Regions from separate parts of the Oryza sativa genome. Here region 2 is linked to region 1. The links are chromatin contacts, called in public ChIA-PET maps. All regions are on one chromosome and are shown on one strand. Each heading gives the region's core, a stretch centred on a gene start, on an enhancer-like site or on the middle of the called end of the contact. The rest is flanking DNA. Distances are from core to core; before and after follow the strand shown.

What was found. ChIA-PET counts read pairs in DNA pulled down with a chosen protein or histone mark.
Region 2: a contact with region 1 is called in an H3K9ac ChIA-PET map of seedling, with 6 times the contacts expected there. The contact joins the promoter of LOC9268686 here to the promoter of LOC4343271 in region 1. A contact is called at or near these places in 6 of 15 Hi-C or Micro-C datasets (leaf, leaf mesophyll, panicle and 1 more) and 3 of 4 datasets of contacts at active chromatin or transcription factors (leaf and seedling).

Annotation. Positions count from the first base shown.
Region 1 is chr7:18,481,711-18,484,906 of ASM3414082v1, reverse strand. LOC4343271 (COP9 signalosome complex subunit 7) reads left to right here and starts at 1,673. Exons shown (of 9, transcript XM_015789349.3): 1 at 1,673-1,920; 2 at 2,053-2,128; 3 at 2,726-2,814. The coding sequence starts at 1,750. LOC107281688 (a long non-coding RNA gene) reads left to right here. Exons shown (of 4, transcript XR_001547449.3): 2 at 1-4; 3 at 78-185; 4 at 303-1,024.
Region 2 is chr7:18,533,321-18,536,516 of ASM3414082v1, reverse strand. LOC9268686 (pentatricopeptide repeat-containing protein At1g03560, mitochondrial) reads right to left here and starts at 1,532. Exons shown (of 1, transcript XM_015789484.3): 1 at 1-1,532. The coding sequence starts at 1,520.

The DNA of each region.
Region 1 (3,196 bases), core at 424-2,923:
ATCGGTAAACTAAACTTGAAATCTTTCTTTTTAAGTTTCCAAATAACTGATGCTAATCCAAACTTATTTCTTTTCAGCCTCCTCGTTCTCCAACTCCTATTCCTCATGAATCAAGCGAACGCACTCCATCAGCTGCAGGTAGCCATCATGTGGAGGAAGAAGTAGCACCAGCCCCTGCCATCCCTGTAAGTGCCTCTTTTGAATCCACAAATCATATCGGCTATCATGTTACTTCTACTAATCAGTAACCTCAATATTCCCCTTTTTCATGTTCTAGCCGATATGTTTTCTTTTGACATCAGGTAGTTTATGGATGAAGAGGAAGAAACTACAAGTAAAGCCTTGGTGCCTCTAGCCGATAATGTGAAAACAACCTTGCTGGATATCTCAAAGTGGCTTGAAGGCTCCCTAGAAACTCTGGTGGTCAGTTGTGGATCAATCAGAGATAGATTCCTTGTAATCTACGACCAACTCCCAGATGAACTAGCCGATGTTATCACCCCAGCGGCATACCTCGAACAGCATCAGCTCAAGCTTGAAAAGGCTAAACAAAGGGTTGCTGATCGCCGTGAAAGAAAAGATCTTGAGGCCACCATCCAGGCTAGTAGGACTTCTATTAATGAAGAAAAGGCAAAACTTGATGAGTTGGAAGCTGGTCCAAGGTCCACTCAAGCCAACATAGATCGGCTGAATACTCGGAAGATAGAACTCCTAGCCGAATTGGAGCAGTGCAATGCACATATTGCTATTGAAGAACATAAACTTGCCGATCTGCCCAAAGCTACTGAGGATCAGAGATCATAGCTCAAATCTTCTGTCAAACATCTAGCTGATCTAATCAAGTCCCTGAAAGTAATTCTTGGATCTGATGCAGTCGATACCCAGATCATTGATGAGGTAGAACAGATTAGGCAACGAATTATATCGGCTATCCAAAAATATGTATGTGGATGAGCTAAACATGTAACATGTGAATGTATTTAGTTTGTTACCAAACATTGTTAATGCCTAGAGAATTTTGACAACAACATATTTAGTCTATCGCTCTATCCTATCAAAATTTAGTAATATTGTCAACTTGACAAAATTTTGGTATTGCTAAAATTTGAAAAATGTTTATTTTGGCAGTATAATACTCTCTCCATCTACTTTTGATAGTTATATTTTCAAATTTGAAAAATTTATTTTTGATAGGCATATTTCAATCCAACAACTTATCATCTTAATGACTTTCTCAGATTTAATGCATGACTCTCCATTCTTCCACACAAGATTGGTTGCATGGGCATCGAGAAATGTAAATATTAATGAATCGCTTGTTTACGAGAAATGACTAGTAGCATGTTTAAATGGATGATAAGTAGAATTATTTATCCTTGATCTGTGTGTCAAGATAAAATATGACTATCAAAAGCAGATGGAGGAGGAGTAATAAGAAGGCTAAAAAAAAATTGGTGTCTAAACGGGGAAGATGCATTCTTAATGGCAGCAATCCCCCACGTCGACACGCAGCCCAAGCGACCGTGGCCCTCCAGGCCCCGACTCCCGAGCACGAGTATGCGGCAACGAGCCGGACACCAGCACCACCCACCACCGTGGAGCCCAACCGAACCCGAAACCCACTCTCCCCACTACAATCCCACAAAACACAGAGAATATCACCGAGGCGAACGAAACCGAAAAGAAAGCGAAACCCCGATCCCCCAAACCCTAGCGCGTACTAGCCCCCCGGGCAAATCGCCGGCGGCGATGGCGATGGACGCGGAGCGGCGGCAGGCGGAGCTGATCGAGCAGTTCTCCGCGCAGGCGGCCGCCCTCTCCTCGTCGGCGCCGCAGCTGGCGGCGCTCGTGCTCGAGGCCACCTCCCACCCGGCCCTCTTCGCCTTCTCCGAGCTCCTCTCCCTCCCCGCCCTCTCCAAGGTATAAGGGACCCCCCGCCTCTCGCTCCGCCTGCGCCCCGCCGCGCCGCGCGTGTTTAGGGTTAGGGTTTTGGGGGTGGACCACCTCTCCTCCCCCCTCTGATTTCGATCTAATGTCAGTTCGTTGATGCAGCTCACTGGAACGCAGTATGCGTCGTCTCTGGACGTGCTCCGCCTCTTCGCCTATGGGACATTGAAGGACTACAAGAGTAAGATCACCCCCTCCCGTTGCGATTCGTACATTACATTGCCCTTATGTATGTGTTGTCATGCGTCATATGTGTATGCTTATTTGGTGCGTGAGTCTAGTGCATTGTCTTGTTGTTGTGTGTTAGGGGTACGCCCTATGAAATAGCCGCTTACCATGGACGCGATTGGCATGTGAGGGCCATAGCCCATATGTTTAATGGTTAACAATAGTGCTGATTTGTGTTAATGTTAATTCACACTTTTTTTTTGTGTTATATTGTTATAGGTTAATTTTTTGATGGGATTCACATACTAATTAATCATAATTCATCTTTGTCTTATGGTTTATATTCTGCAACAATATGTGGATAGAATTATCACATTTCTGTGCTTGAAATCATAATTTGAGCTGTGACAATCAATTTGCCTTTTCACCCACCAATATGATCAGTGTGTGTCAGGCTGTGGTTGCTAGAATTTTGTTGTTTCCTCTCTCATCGGCATGTCATTAAAACGGTCTGCAGTTTGTGGTATTCTCTGTTTATAGTAATATCAGATAAGTGCAGAACATGAACATTTACTGTTTCATTAATTGTTTTTAATTTTCATACATGTAGGTAATTCTGGCAATCTCCCTGCATTGTTACCTGATCAAGTCCGGAAGCTGAAGCAACTCAGCGTGCTAACTTTGGCTGAGTCAACCAAGGTGCAAATTTAGGCTGATACTGTCTAATATGCTATGCATTTTTTTTTTTGCTTATCCTGTGTACATAAAGTTACTAAGGGAGCGTTTAGATCCTTGGCAATGGGGATTTTAGCCTTGCATAGCAAGGGGAGTTATCATTTGGTAGTAAAAGAAAACAAATCTAACTTTCTCTGTCAATCTAGCTTAACAATTGTCAGAAAAAACTTGCTGTCAAAGGAGAGAAAAAATGGCCCCATCTTCATCGACAAGCATGTGAGCATGAACTGTTGATGGCACCAAATATCGTGCCTCGCTGCCTTGCTTATGTGGGCCATAGATGAAATGAGCAGGTTTATGCCAGGCTGAGCAAAGATAATTTAAGATCCAAATGTATCCTCACAGT
Region 2 (3,196 bases), core at 283-2,782, 52 kb before region 1:
GTATACACTGTTTGATCACAGCCATCATCTTCCATCCGTTTATACAAGGCACATGCATCATCCATTCTTCCTGATTTGGCTAATCCATCAATCAGCACATTGTAGCAGTATGAATCAGGCACAAAACCTTTAGCAATCATCTCCTCAAATAGCTCCTTTGATTGGTCGACCATTCCAGCTTTTCCAAAACCATCTATCAAACTTGTATAGAAGATGGCATTCACTGCAATCCCCTTCTCTTGACAACTTCTGAAGCATGCAACTGCCTCATCTAGTTTACCAAAGCGGCACAAGCAGTTAACGATCACTCCATATGTGACTGAGTCGAGCTTAAGCCCACTATCTTTCATCCTCTCAAAGAGTGCCATTGCCTCCTTCTCTCTTCCAAATTTACCCATCGAGTCAATGAGTGCAGTGTATATAGCTGCATTGGCTGCGCAACCTCGCTTCAGCATCCTTTCAAACACAGCCATTCCCTCGAATGGCTTCCCATCCTTGCAGAGTGCTCCAATCACCAAAACATAAGCATGTTGTGGTATGTCGTTCCCCATTCCCCTCTCCTCCATTTCTTGGAACAAACCAATGCACACCGGAAACGTGCCTTCACTGTAATGGCACTGCATCAGTGTAAGGTACGTCACCTTGTCCGGTGTGAGCTTCGCCTGTTCCTGCATCTCGCTGAGCCGCGCCATCGCATCATGCGCCCTCCCGGCGCGGCAGTACCCCTTGATGAGAATGTTGTAGGAGACCACGTCAGGACGCACTTGATCCTCCGTGGACATTGCGTCGAACACGTTGACGGCGGTATCAAGAAGGCCAGCGTTAACGAGGCCGTCGAGAAGGCAGTTGTAGATCAGCCTGGAAGGCTCGACGCCTGCGAGGCGCATGGCCTTCCACGCCCACAGGAGCTCCTCGGCGAGGCCGAGAGCCGCGAGGCTGCGGATCAGAGACGCCGAAGACGACGGCGTGAGGTGCCGCAAGGCGGTGTCCCCGTGCGCGCGCAGCTCGGCGACGAGCTGCCGCGCGTGCGCCGCCGCGGCGGCGGCGTCGGGGGTGGCCTCCCTGGAGGAGGAGGAGGAGGAGTGGGCGAAGGAGCGGAGCAGCGAGACGTAGCAGCTCACGAGATGGTGCGGGTGGGAGAGGAGGTCGGCGGCGACGGCGCTGGGGAGGGAGCGGTAGAAGTGGAGCGAGGGGAGCGGGTTGGGGAGGAGGTGCGGCGAGCGGAGCGCGGCGGCGACGAAGGCCGGGGAGAGGCGGAGGAGGAAGGTCGCGCAGAAGGCACGGAGGTCGGCGGCGAGCGTGGCGGGAGGGGAGCGGAGGATGAGGGAGACGACGCGGGCGAGCCACGGCGACGGGGTGGGGGACGAGGAGGCGGAGGAGGCGGCGTACGGGCGGGGGTCCGAGAGGTCGGTGTACGGCTCGATCCACTCCGGCGGCGGGAGCGGCGGCTGGTGGGGGTGGCCGCCGTGGGAAGCGGCGGCCACTCGCCGGCAGAGCGGAACGTGACAGAATCGCCGCATTGGGGCGTGCGTGATAGGCAATTAGGAACCGGAGGAATATGTTAGAGCATCTCCAACAGTTCTCCGTCAAACTCTACAAGTTAAATTTTAACAACTTCAGCACAAAATAGCAGTCCAACAGACTCTCTACTCAAATGGCCAAGTTAAATGCCTGCCCAAACTCCTCCCCCCAAATTTAGCCATCCAATCAGAATAGCCAAATGTGGGCCCCACCATCTCTCTCCTCTCTCACCCGGAGAAAATTGACATTGTGCCATCCTCAAAAAGTGGGTTTCGCCCAAATGCCATGCTGGAAGTGGGCTTCGTTAAAATGCCACTTTCAACACATGGTTACACGCTAAAATACTATCTCGGACCAAATTACCCTCCTCTCATCTTCTTCCTCCCTCCATCACCATCAGCTCTCGCCGGCGGCCACCATCTGCCTTCGCGCGAGCTCTCCTCCATGGAGAACCACAGGCCACAGGCCCTGCGGGGACCCCTCCCATGGCTCCCCTCCCCGTGCCCCCTCCCATCCGCCACCATCCCAGCCCCGCCCTCCGCGAGCCCCCGCACCCGTCCCGGCCACCGCCGCCGTCGCCTGCACCTCCGATGACCACCGCGCCGCCCCTTCGCCATGGCCATGCCCACCAACGACTCCGCCGTGCGGGTGCGCCTCCGCCGCCTGGAAGAACGGGAGTGGCTAGGACGGCGGGTTGGCATGAAAGACAGAGACCGCCGACGTCGGCGTCGGTGGCGCGGATGGCGTGGAGCGTGACCACGGGGTCGTCGGTTGGGGACGGTCGAGGCGGGGAGGAAGTGGTGCGGAGATGGAGGCGGACGAGGCGGGGGTTGTCGGGGAGGAAGGGGAGCGGAGGTAGAGGCGGATGAGGTGGGCGTGGCAGAGGCGAGCCGGCTCGGCATCCCTTGTCAGAGGTGGAAGAAGGTAGTAACAGGGGTATTTTTGTCCGTTCGGGCATTATAGCGTGTAGTCTTCGATTGAAAATGGCATTTTAATAAAGCCCACTCCCAGCGTGGCATTTGGACGAAACCCACTTTTGAGAATGGCACAATGTCAATTTTCTCCCGCCCCCAAGCCGCCGCCCCCAGACCGCCGCCGCGCCGGCCGCCGTCGCCCCCAGGCCGCCGCCGCCGCCCTCTGCGCCGCCTCCGCCGCGCGCCGTCCCACCGCCGCTCGCCGCTACGGGAGGCTTAGACGGCGCCTGCCCCGTCGCGCAGCCGTCGCCCTCCGCCCACCCCGTCGTTCGCCGCAGCCGCGGCCTTCGCTCGCTGCAGCCGTCGCGCAGCCTCCGCCCGGCCCGCCGCAGCCCGGCGCCTCCGCTCGTCGCAACCGCGGCATTCGCTCGCCGTGGCCGTCGCCCCGCCTCCGCCCGCCCCGCCGTGGCCTTTGCTCGCCACAGCCGCCGGCCTTCGCTCGCCTTCGCCTGCCCCGCCGGTCGCCGCAGTCGTCGCCCCGCCTCAGCTCGCCCCGCCGCTCGCTGAGGCACTGCCCGTCGCCCCGCCTCCGCCCGTCGGCACGCAAGTCGTCGTCGCCGTTGCCGTCCGCCGTCGCCGCACCGAGATAGGTGCGCCAGTGGGGAAGGGGAAGTAGTACTGGAGGGAGAAGGGAGATGTAATATGGCCATGGGTGGGGAAAAAAAAGATGGAAGAAGGTATGTTGAGGCTGACATATGGGT